Regions from separate parts of the Callithrix jacchus genome. Here region 2 is linked to region 1. Evidence: chromatin contacts called from public Hi-C data. All regions are on one chromosome and are shown on one strand. Each heading gives the region's core, a stretch centred on a gene start, on an enhancer-like site or on the middle of the called end of the contact. The rest is flanking DNA. Distances are from core to core; before and after follow the strand shown. Region 1 has its middle 180 kb from the start of SHQ1. Region 2 overlaps SHQ1 (SHQ1, H/ACA ribonucleoprotein assembly factor).

Region 1 (6,588 bases), core at 1,138-3,637:
CTATGGAGTCAGATGGATGACTTAGCCTCGATTTCCCCACCCGTAAAATGGGAATCGTCATTAGTGGCTGCAACACAAGGGCCTGTGACAATTGAACATCATGCTACCTGTAAATCATCTCGCTCAATGGCCAGCATATCAAAAGCACAGGTAAAGCCTGCACAATGAATACTATTAACTGAAGGGGAAATGCCCGGCAAATAGAGGTGGTTCAACCAGGTGGGATTAAAAAGGAGAAAGGGATTAGGTGAAGGGGCCCAAGGGATAGCCAATCCTTTTATATGAAATTCTTAGTAGTGGAATGTAAGTTGGTTGTTTCTCTGATGACTTATGAATATACAAACCCCATTGCTAAACCCTAGGCATGATGAATTTTGATTGGGTCACAGAGAAAATCTGGATATGATATTCCCAGGACTGCTGGGTAGCAAGATTGGATTTCTACTACTTATAGAAATTCAAGAGGGAAGGGAGGGAAAGCGATGGAAGACTATTGTGCTAGTGTGTTGTAGGCCATGTTGGGTTGCAAGGAATAGAACCGCCTAAACTAATGGGGTGGGGTAACATGTGGGGCATTTCATGGTGGGTTCACACCATACTTCTGTACTCCCCAAATTTCTATGTTGCATCCTAAAAACCTTCCCCTCTCCCCCTGCCCCACTACCCCCAGCCTGCTCAGTTACTCTGCAGGGAAATAAAGCAAAGACTGCATTTCCTCCCAAGCAGCACAGTGGGAGAATGAATATCACAGGCGCCACTAGGTTTGCTCCAAGGAGCTTGGGATTTCTTGAGTCACAACCAAAGCATCTCTTTTGTCTGGCAAGGATCACCAGACCTCATTAATCATGCAGTTTGCAGTGACATGTCCCATGGCTAACACCCTTTCCCCATCACCCCCACTCCACCATGATGCCTAGGACAAAAGCCTTCTTGGACAGGTGACCAACTGAGACCACTGGACTCACTGAGAGTGGAGAGTAGAATAAAAAGAAGGTCTTGGCCAGGCGTGATGGTTCATGCCTGTAAGCCTAGCACTTTGGGAGGCTGAGGTGGGTGGATCGCTTGAGGTCAGGGGTTTGAAATCAACCTGGCCAATATGGCAAAATGCCGTCTCTACTAAAATACAAAAATTAGCCAGGCATGGTGGTGTGCGTCTGTAATCCCAGCTACTCGAGCAGCTGAGGCAGGAGAGTCTCTTGAACCCAGGAGGCAGAGGTTGCAGTAAGCCAAGATCACACCACTGTACTCCAGTCTGGGTGACAGAGTGAGACTCCACCTCAAAAAAATAAAAAAAAAAATCTTATTCCTGATCAAGGAGGATAAGTTGAGATCAGTTTGAAATCCTCATTGATGGGGCCCCACACATGCTTATTCAAAGTATATAGTAGGCACTCCTATGGACACCCAGCAATGGGAGATCAAGATAGCCAGGCTCGCCACTGCAAATCAGCTCAGTCACCTTTCCCCTTTATAGACTGGCATGCCCTCTCTCTGCCTTCGTGAGAGACAGAACACAGCATTAAAGTCACTGCCCCAACACGGCTGTACATGATCTCTCAGATCAAATGCCAAGCACTAAGTGTAGTTATGTGTCTCTTAGTTCACATGTTTGAAAGACAAGTTGCTTGGCTCATGGACTGGGCCTATGGATTGGTTCCTGGTGAGGAGTTTACCTTTGATACGGTCAGTGGTGGGAGGCAGGGGGATGGAGTCACATGGCACAGACATGAAGGCGTAGACACACCTCTTTCTTCATTAGGCTGTGAGGCACCAGACTCAGAGGTGGGACACGGGCTTGGCAGGCACCCCAAATATATCCACCACAAACAACCCCCAACCCAATTCAGATTTCACAAGTTCCCACTGAAGCATCATTACAGAGTTCTTGAAATCTAACCTATTCCAGAACATTCCCAGATGGACCAAAGAAGAACTGACACATCGTTGTATCCTCCCTTTCTCCCAGAATCAAAATTTTCAGTGTTATTTTGAAACTAGCTATACAGAAATCCCATTTTTCAGAGCAAAGTCTCCTGTGGTTAATGAAATAATAATCTCCCATTTATCTTTTCAACAAGTCTTGATTTTCACAGAGCAGGCTTGTTTCATGTGGGGGTACACCCATATGGGTGTTTCTGGGGCAACGGTGTGTCACAGAACAAGCCAATTAATTACAGGCGAGTTAATGGCCTTGTCCAGGTTAATAGTAAAGCCAAGTGCCTCTTGCTGAGTCTTCAACTCTTCATTAACTCAAATCCCAGTTGTAACTTTCCGCTAGGACTGTGAGTTCTGACTTTCCTTAATCCACCAGATAGAAGCAGAGCAACAGCAGAGGCTGTAAATACTCTGTCAGGGCATGAAGAATAACAACAATAAGGCATTCATATTAGGAGAGGAGATTCATTCATCACAGTTTGTTTACCCTCTCAACAACCCAGAAGAGTTGGTGTCACTGTCTCTGGGGAAGCAGCTGGCATAAGGAAATCAAATTGCGGTGAAAAGAATGTGAGCTTTGCAGTCATATGAACTTCATTTCAAATCCTGGCCAAAGCCTTCACTTCTCTGATAAGACAAATCTGCATGGCAGCTCTGACTGGTCACTTCCCATGCCCTAACCCTAATTAAAGAGTTTGACTATCACCCTGCTTCTCTGGTACTCAACCTTCCTTCCAAAAAAAGAGGGTAGGGGTGGTGATAATAGCCCCCACCTCACGGGATGATTGTGAAGGTGACATGAGATCACATGTGTGAAAGGACCCTATCTCTAGTAAGTGCTTATTCTCCTTTCCTAATGTAACTGACTTTTTCCAGGTTTGGGCTGATCTTCTAAGGTTTCTCAATGAGTGTCGTGACTGACTAATTCAACACAAAGAGAGCTGATGCGAAAAGCCAGGCTTTCTTTATTCTCCTGAGAAGAAAATTCCCTCTTGGGTAAGACCTACCCTCAGGCAGAGATCCCACCCTTCTTTGCAGATCCTTCTTCCATGGGGGCAGAGGCTTCTTGTTGTTGCTAATATTGGTCTTCTCCTAATTCTATAGAAAGAGAATTCCTAAGTTTAAACAGAATTTATGGTTAATGAGAGAGAGAGAGAGAAAGAGACAGAGAGAGACAGACAGAGACTATATTCTACATTTCCCAACATCCTTTGCAGCCAGACATGACCATGTGATTAAGTTCCCACCAATGGGATGTGAAAGGACATGAACTATGCAATGACCAGCTCTGACCCTTAAAATGATTAAGCTTCTCTTTCTCTTTTTGTGCTGGCTATAATGTGGACAAGAAGCTGGGGAGCCAGTTCTGACCCCCATGGAGGAAGACAACACTCTGAGCAACAAGATAGAAGAAACCTGTCCCCTTAACAGCCTCATACAGCAGAGATGTGCTAAACCACCCACCAACCTCCAGATTGTTACATGAGAAAGAAACACACTTCTGTCTGGTTACCACCATCGTATTTGGGGGCCCCTTTATTACATTGGTGCAGTCTACTCTGACTAAAACATTCACTTTCCTTTATCAAAATTTATCTTCAGATCTTGCCTGAAATAAGAACAGTCTGGAGCCAAGATCAGCCTTCAGAGTAGATTGGATTTCATAATCTGACTGCCTGTAAACCAGATTCAGCCCACAGACATGCTTTGGTTGGCTCCCACCATGCATTTTTAAAAATCTGAATTCATTGTCAACATTTACAAGTTGAGAAATTTCACATAAAAATCTAAACATCTAGCTTTTCTTGAGAAATCTCAAGGTCTAGCCACCCTAGGCCCACATCTTGCTTGGTGAAATTCAGCTGATGCTAAATTGTCCCTTTAGATGGGGTGAGCATGCCTCAGCTCACCATCATCAGTGCCTGTGGCAAATGCTATTGGGCCCTGGGGTCTTGCCATTTGGGGGTCTGATGGCCTGACTTCCAATCCCCAAGGCCTGTAGTCCTTCACCTGAGGACTCGCCTGCTTGGTACACATGCATTGCATTGAAATTAAAACATCCCCAGCAAATCCAACGAATGACTGATGGAGAAATACCCATTTCACAGATGGGCAGCTGAAGGGCACCTTTGACGCTGCCCTCTGGAGTCTGTGTCACAGTTGCCCACAGTGGTTTCACTCACACCATAACACACACCTGTCATTGACTGGCTGTCACTTCCTGGATGACCTTCCAAATCAACTGCTTATATTCCAATCCTGACCTCAAGGAACCTAAGTCTCAGATCCTGCCCTGGGGGGGATCCTAAATCACTAGTCCCTTTAGTTTTCCACCAAATGTTAGCATTTATCATCATGCTATGCTGTCATTTTTTTCTTCTGGTAGAGAAATATATATCTGTATTTAATATTTATCAAAAATGAAAAGATAGACTCAAAGGACAATGTGCTTCAGAAAAAAAAATAGGTGAGAGTATATCTCTTTGTGCAAGCAAAGACTATTTAGACATATTTAACATCCAAATACAGGTCTGCTGAGTGCACTGATGTTATCTGCCCGACCCCTGGGCATTTGTGTTTGTGATTCCTGGTGTTCAGCTCTGAAAGCTCTTTTTAAAACTCAGGAGTCATTACCCCCTGATTGTGAATGAGGTTCTTAGATTAGGGAGATGGCCATCTGGCAGCATGCTGAGGAAAAAAGTTGGAAGACACACGTTTCAGTTGGAGGAAGGAAGGATCAAAGGAAATCTTGTCACTTGGGCCAGGCCAGGGAGCTCAAGGTGGCATTGGTGGGGTGGGGAGAGCGGGGCGGGGGGGTGGGATTCAAGGGAGGTGAGAGCAGAAACCTAATCTTTTTGTAATCTTGTGAAAGTCCCTTCCCCCATAGTGTCTGCAGGGCTTTGGAGGATACACATCCTCCATTAGAGCATGGCTGCCCTCCCATTGACATGACACACCTTCTAGGTGCATCTCTCCTGGATATGCAAGAATACCTGAAGGGCAGAAGCTATACCTTATTCTACTTTTTATACCCAATAGCTGGCAGAGAGCTTGCCCCATAGCGGATGCCCAATAAAGATTTGTCTTGAATTTCTGCTGGCCATTGTGACCCTAGAGTAAGCCGATCAGAATTGCTATGTAAGCCAGGGGGCGCTGTGGTTCAGTGTTCATTTCTCAACTGGGTCACTGAAAAGATTTTTTTGGCTGTATGCTGCAGTGATTAAGACTGCACTAGCTGGCCCCATGTCACTTAGGAGGCAGTGGCATGGGCTTTTTGAAAAACTAGCTATCTCTTACCTGGTTTGCAATCAGCCCATATAAGAATGGAGGCTCTGGAGTCAGCCTGCATAGGTTCAAATCCCAATTTCCTCACTTACTAGCTGTGTGCCCTTGGACAAGTCACTTGACCTCTCTGTGCCTTCATAAAAAATGTGAATCTAATGAACTAGTGCATGTAAAGTATTTTGACCATGCCTGCACAGAGAAAGTGCTCAAAGCATGTTAGTTTTTTGTTTTGTTTTGTTTTTTTCTGAGACAGGTTCTCACTCTTTCACCCAAACTGGAGCACAGTGGTGCGATTTCGGCTCACTGCAAACTCCACCTCCCATGATCAAGTGAGTCTCCTGCCTCACTCTCCCAAGTAGCTTGGGTTACAGGTGCACGCTCCTACTGCCCAGCTAATTTTTGTATTTTCAATAGAGATGAGGTTTCACCACGTTGGCCAGCTGGTCTTGAACTCCTAATCTCAAATGATCCATCTGCCTCCTTGGCCTCCCAAAGTGCTGGGATTACAGATGTGAGCCATTGCACCTAGCCAGCATGTTCTACAAAAAATTAGCTGGCATGGTGGCGTGTGCCTGTAATCCCAGCTACTCAGGAGGCTGAGGCAAGAGAATTGCCTGAACCCAGGAGGCAGAGGTTGCAGTGAGCCAAGATCACGCCATTGCACTCCAGCCTGGGTAACAAGAGTGAAACTCCATCTCAAAAAAAAAGAAAGATATGCACAAAATATTAATCAATTATTTGACAGTGGTAATTTCTTATTATTCCTTTTCTGCTTATTTGTAATTGCTGATATTTTTTCTTTACAATAAAGTTATATGACCTCTATAAGCTTACTCTAAGAGTAATACAGAAGAAGAGAAGGAAAGCTGTACTGCAGTGGGCTTTGTGTGCCATTTCCCACTAGCACTGCAAGGAAATTATAGAATCTAGGCTCCCCTGAAAGTGCCATACAAACCAGCTTTGCCTGTGCTTCCTACATCAAGAAGCTTCCATTGTATCTCTGATGCATCCCCACCCAAATCTCGTCTTCAATTTTAACTCCCATAATTGCCACATGTCATGGGAGGGACCTGGCGGGAGGCAACTGAATCATGGGGGTGACTTTTTCCTGTGCTGTTCTCATGATAGTGAATAAGTCTCATGAGATGTGATGGTTTTATAAAGGGCAGTCCCCCTGCACACGCTCTCTTGCCTGCCGCCATGTGCCTTTGCTCCTCCTTCACCTTCCAGCATGATTATGAGGCTTCCCCAGCCATGTGGAACTGAGTGCATTAAACCTCTTTTTCTTTATAAATTACTCAGTCTCGGGCATTTCTTCACCACAGTATGAAAATGAACAAATACAGCCTTTACATCAACAGAAAAAGG
Region 2 (6,588 bases), core at 1,260-3,759, 160 kb after region 1:
CAGCCTTGCAAGACCCTAAGGCAGTGGACTCAGCAAAGCCAGGCTCAACTTCTTACTCACGGAAACTGAGATCATGAAGGTACATTGTGTGAAGCTTGTGGTAATTTGTTATGCAGCAAGAAAAAACTAAAACGGTGACTTATCATCGTTACTTCACTTGGTATTTCTCTAACTGCTCAACTTTGAGCACTAGTTCATCAGTTTGTAGGCAATCTGGATTTGCACTCTTATGAGTGACCCATTCGAATGTGTTTTGTCCAGTTTTTTCTATTGGTTGGCTTATCTTGTCAAATTAAGAACCCTGTATGTTACAAACTGTAATCATCTTTCCAAAGCTACCATATCGCTACTGACTTTCTTTATGGTACCTTTTGCCATATGGTAAAAATGTCAAATATGTCCTTTTTTTTTTTTTAAGACAGACTCTGGATTTATAGCTTTAGTTAAGGTTTCCCCAATACTTGAATTGTACATGAAGTCTCTTTAAGATTAAATTTACTACCCATTAAGTGGAGGTACAGCATCATAAAGGTCACCGTCCTGGTCTTCACACTGAGTAGGCTGAGGAAAAGGAGGAAGAGGAAGGGTTGCTCTTGCTATCTCAGGGGTGGCAGAGGCAAAAGAAAATCCCCATATAAGCAGACCCATGCATTTCAAATATGTTTTGTTCAAGGGTCAACTGTATTTAATTTAAAATTTACTAGATTTAATTAATAAGACAGATAAACTGAGTGTTGACTGCCTCATTGGAGGACACATCTGAAGATTCCTTAATTTAAATAAAAGCACTCAGTTCACTTAAAGCAATCTGATTTAAGGAAATGGCACACTCAATGCATGAAGAAAGCATACCTGACAAAAATATTTTAAGACTCCTTGTATTTAGCAAGAAGGTTTGAGACAGTATTCCCTTAGGTATGGTCTTTGAGCTGTTCATTAATTTAGCTAATGGGAAAATGCCAGGTGTTCATGATATCTGACTAGAGAAAAGTCTTTATATCCCAGTTGACTAATAAAGACCCTTGCTTCCACATAATTCTCAATCACAATATAAGCATACCCAGAAACTATTTAGCAACATGTCAACTTTCTACACATTCATGCCTTTGTTTTTATGTAATCATACCTATAGATGTTTAACCATCTGTAAAAGTTGACCTGGGCACTGCAGGTTCTGATGTTACATTACTCACATGTAAGTGTTTCTACATTAGCCATTTTAAGTAACTGTGCATAAGAAAAACCTACTTGAATCATTCTTCTGAATTCGTGGATACTAGATACTGCTAGACTTTCCCTAAAATACTTCTACCTTTTTCTGAGCATTTATAAGTTCCATTGTGGCCTACTTCATTAATAATACACAAATGCACTTAAATTCTGAAATTCAAGCAAAGAAATCCAAGATGATAAATAACAATAACAACAAACCAGGAAATCACTAGAGAAACCAAAAGTCTGGGCTCCCTAAGGCCTTTTTTATTAGAGCTGTAAATCACATCACTCAAAGGGGAACTTGGGGGAAGTTTGCACACAATCAAGTCTAACCTAGCAGCAGTACTGGAAATAACTACAGATGCAGTGCCAACAATGCTTGGATGATTGCCACCATGAGTAACATTTGTCAAGCATTTGTATGACTTAGCTCCACTACAAAGCAGCTCTGCTGTATGGTTCACAATATTTCAGTTAATTACACTTTTAAAAATTATCTCCAGTGAAACAAAAGCCAGTTGAAATCTCAATACATTCGAGAAGGAATCTGGTGCCCTAACATTGAAGCAAATGGTTGAGGACCACCTCCCAACATCAAAAACCCCACCAATATGTCTGAAGGCTGCAAAGGGATGCTCATCAAAATGGAAAGATGTCTACTAGGCAGTCACTTTTTCTCCCAAATATTTTCTAATTTTGTTACTTTTAAATCCTCCCTTCCTCTCTAAATCCCCCTCCCAAACATCCCTCTTAACTGGGTCAACAATTAAATCATACAGGATCCTGATGCTCTCAGAGTAATGCACATCTGTCTATTACATTGTACATTTACTGGAACCAGATCAAGGGAACCAGAAAAAACTGTGCTGCATTCAAACCTTCACCCTAAATGGGTAGCCCTGCAGTGCTACAACTTTCAAAGTTGACACTGACAGTTATCTCTACAAACACTGAAGGGCTCGCTGGTGCCAAACAGGATGTCCCTGCTAGGAAGTTCATTGACTATAAATGTTATGTGGTGTCATAACAAGCAATAACGTGCCAAGACTCTGGAGCTCCAGATTAACCACTGACAGACAACATGGGAAATGTGGTAAGTTCATCCTCATGAAACCAGAGCTCATGGGAAGCGCAGCGTTTAACACTTCCATTTACAAGCCTTTGGGGAGGAAAATCTGGATCACTACAAAGCTGGAGAAAAGTCTCCCTGTTGTAACTTAGGGCTGTAATGAAAATGACAAGAAGTACAACCAAGGGAGAAAGAGAGGGAGCAAAGTTCACCACCTAAGGCTTATCTGGAATCCAAAGCAATCTGGGTTAATATTTTATGATGCAGAATAAATCAAAGGTACACCCCTCACCTGCACTGTTATATCTGCCTGGTGACATCTGATGAGGAAGTGTTTAACAGACAGCAGACCACTGCTATGACACAAAGAGGCAGAGGGCCAGAGAGGTAAAGAACAAAAAGGAAGAGTAGGAGAAAGGGTACTACTGCGGTGTGCACCATGGGAAAGCAGAGAACCACAGTTTATTTTTTGGTCTACTTTTTTCCCCCCATATTTTATCCTGGCTCAACACACTTTTAATTTATTCCTCTAATTCTGAGTATCTCAAATATCTGAACCAGAATTTTTTAAATGAGAGAGAAATCTTGTTTACAAAGAAGTTTCCCTAAAAACTTTCTAAATGTATAAAAATTGTCATTTCACTGAGAAATCATCCAACTCCTGGCTCTCCTGTGACTGATTTTACTCTACAATAATAATTTCTAACACTTACAAGATTTTAAATACTTCGTTTCATTCAATGTCAGGACAACTCTGAGGTAGGTACAGGATTTCCACAGTAACCGCAAGTTGCAAGATCATATATCGCAAGCATGTGATGGAATAAGAAGTCCAACCCCAAGCCTACATTTAATTTATATCTTATACTTGGTATTATTAGAAGAGACACTCTGTTCAACACAAAGCTCTAGTTCTTTTACCTTAGGTCACATGTCCTTGCTATTTTTAAAGGTGATTTTTAGAATGAATCACCATAATGGCTTTGCAGACTATGAGTGTTCCTGATGCACCAGCCTGGCTATAAGCCATGGGCCAGATGAAGGGTCAGGAGGGCAAGTGGTTAAAAGGACTGAGTGGCTTCATCTCCTGCTAAAATTACACAGAGAAGACTAACTCAAAGCATTGCTGACACAGAACCGAACTGAGAACAAGCTACAATTTATCAAAGTAGAGCAAGTTAGAATTTAAATCAAAGGGAATGCCTTCTCTTGATTTTTAGGGCAACTAGCTCACCCTGGTGGACAGAAAACTCAACTACACAACCATCAATTTTCTCCCACACCACCTCATTAAAATACTGTGCTAAAGTTAGGGAAACTGACTCAGACCAATTGATATACTTGATGATTTAAGTTTGCTCAAACTTTATCACCAGATCTACCTAGCATATACAGTTAACTATCTAAAATGTGTTAGCAACTCTAATCCTGAAAATTTGTCTAAAATGTGAGATGTCTCTGAAAACTGCGTCAACTCAAATATAAGTCAGGATTTGTTTGTTGAAAACAACTAATAAATCTATAGCAAGAGTCACTATAATGAGCTTCTGTTATGCAACAGAGTTAATCCCCTATTTTTTTTTCAGAGGGAGTCTTGCTCTGTCACACAGGCCGGAGGGCAGTGGCACAAATTCGGCTCATCACAACCTCTGCCTCCTGGGTTCCAGCGATTCTACTGCTTCAGCCTCCCGAGTAGCTAGAACTAGAGGCACACACCACCATGCCCAGCTAATTTCGTATTTTTAGTAGGAACAGGGTTTCTCCATGTTGGTCAGGCTCGTCTTGAACTCCCGACTGCAGGTGATCTGCCTGCCTCAGCATCCCAAAGTGCTAGGATTACAAGCGTGAGCCACTGTGCCTGGCAATTTTTTTTTTTAGTAGAGACAGGGTTTCATATTACAGTTTCAATTTTTTGATCTGGTAGAAATCACCTAAACTTTAATAAAACTTAACCATTAGGCCGGGTGCAGTGGGTCACACCTGTAATCCCAGCACTTTGGGAGGCCAAGGCAGGCAGATCACGAGGTCAAGAGATCGAGACCATTCTGGCCAACATAGTGAAATCCCATCTCTACTAAAATATAAACATTAGCTGGGCGTGGTGGTGCACATCTGTAGTCCCAGCTACTTGGGAGGCTAAGGCAGGAGAACTGCTTGAACCCGGGAGGCAGAGGTTGCAGTGAGCCAAGATCATGCCACTGCACTCCAGCCTGGTGCCTGGCAACAGAGCAAGACTCTGTTTAAAAAAAAAAACTTAACCATTAAAACATTTATAATACTTATAGATATTTATTACCTTTATATAACAGGCACTATCCTAGACACTGAAAAAATAGCAGATAACAGGCTATTCGATTGCCATGCAGAAAATAAAAAAACTGTGTGATACAATAGAGAACCTGTAGCTACTTCAGAATGAGTGGTCAAAGAAGGCCACTGCATATATTATTTGCAATAGCAGAAAACAGGAAGTAAACCAAATGTCCATCAGTAGTAAACAGCCCAAATATCCATCAATCACCATAAAAATATCCAACAGGATATTAGGTAGTCATGAAAAGCTTCCCGTAGATCTGTACATACTGATACGGAAGATGTGCAACACACACTGCAAATTGAAAACAACGAGGTATGAACTGGATATACATGAGTCTGTGTACACATTTCTTAAAGCAACTATTTTAGATGTGGGAACATATATTTTAAAAATAACCCCAAAATTGCTAATAGTGATTACTTTTGGGAAGAAGAACTTGGGGTGGGAAGAGTCTATATTCCATTTAATATTCTTCAGAATGCACATATATGTATGTATTCCCTTCCCTTAAACGTTGAAATTTTATTTTTAATATGTAAATAAAAGCCAAATCAGTGTGACAGAAAATATGGGTGCTCTCTTCTTGATCTGTCTGCAAATGTTATAATTCTAATTTACAGTCTTAATATATCAATGCTGCACTTAGAGAAGGTGGTAATAACAGGTCCATCTAGCTCTTTTCCCACCATTACTAATACTCAAATGTCTTTACCAAAGAAGAATGTTCATACCACTTAAGCAGGTTATTGAGAAACTACAAATGTCCTGTATGATAATATCCCTAAACTTAGATTGTAAAACATAAATAACTGTAAAAGAACTCCAATGATTCTAAAAGAAAATATACTTCAAAAGAATTTTCCAACACAATTAAGCCTAATTATTTGGTGGCATTTTCCAGTCAATGGCAAAGACGTCATTTCCAAAATTAGCAATTCAAACTCATATTTTCACATTATAAGGCAATCACAATTACATACTTAATAATATGGAAGGCAAGTAAAGTTTGGTACAACATGAGATTTTAAAATGAAACAAATTAACTGAATTTGATTTTCTTACCTAATGCAGCACGATTTTCTTTCTCCTGACTCTTTTCCACAAAGGCCGTCATTTTTGAATATATGTCAGTCCACCAAGGATTATACTGCAAAATCTGTTCAACTGCCTCATCTTCAAAAAAGTCAGCTCTAGGAAAAGCATTGACAGAACTGGTTATATAGGATTTCACTGGCTTTCACTTTTTAAAATTTTATCTTAACTCATATTTGTACTAGAATTACAGATTTTTTAATTCAAAGTACATGTCAAGGAAAGACTGAACACTATATTTACTTTCTGTTACTAACCACAAACATAAGTTACTTTCCATAAAACAAAACTAAGTATCTGACTGAAGGGATATGTAACATTTCTGATCTCTTTTTTTTGTTTTTAACTTTTTTTTAAAAGAGATGGGTCTCGCTCCACCATCCAGGCTAGAGTACAGTAGCAGGATCATAGCTCACTGCAGCCTCAAACTCCGGGGGTCAAGCAATCCTCCTGTCTCAGCCTCTCAAGCAGGTATGATTACAGGCACATGCTACTGTGCCTGGCTAATTTCTATTTTTCATAGAAATGTGCTCTTGTCCCTTGCCCAGACAAGTCTTAAACTCTTGGCCTCAAGCAATCCTTCCACCTAGGCTCCCAAAGTGTGGTGGGATAATAGGCTTGAGCCACTGTGTCCAACCTTTGATTTCTTTAAATAGAAGGTACCCAGAAGACCAGTCCTACCCTTAAAGTCCCATCCCATATTCGACAATGTGAAATGAAGCAAATCTGAAGACACATGGGACTGAAATCTAGCACTTGTGCCAGGTATGCAAGTACCACCAACTTTAGTAAAATTTCAACGAAGGAAAAAAATTCTGAACTCTCCCAGCAAAGAAAAACAAGCAAGTGAATAGGAAATTCAGGATACTACATCTCCTCAAAGAGGCCTACAGAG

The links. Hi-C and Micro-C count contacts between places; a contact is called where the count stands out from the background.
Region 2: a contact with region 1 is called in a Hi-C map of induced pluripotent stem cells, with 5 times the contacts expected there. The contact joins two enhancer-like sites. A contact is called at or near these places in 3 of 3 Hi-C or Micro-C datasets (induced pluripotent stem cells and skeletal muscle).

Annotation. Positions count from the first base shown.
Region 1 is chr15:54,449,639-54,456,226 of calJac240_pri, forward strand. No RefSeq gene overlaps it. Among named protein-coding and RNA genes, the nearest start is that of SHQ1, 180 kb to the right of the region's middle. Within about 2 kb of position 2,388, at least 3 of the 16 cell types and tissues checked have an H3K27ac peak or open chromatin away from gene starts, as enhancers often do.
Region 2 is chr15:54,606,747-54,613,334 of calJac240_pri, forward strand. It overlaps SHQ1 (SHQ1, H/ACA ribonucleoprotein assembly factor), which reads right to left. Exons shown (of 11, transcript XM_002758578.5): 6 at 5,664-5,791. Among named protein-coding and RNA genes, the nearest start is that of SHQ1, 24 kb to the right of the region's middle. Within about 2 kb of position 2,510, at least 4 of the 16 cell types and tissues checked have an H3K27ac peak or open chromatin away from gene starts, as enhancers often do.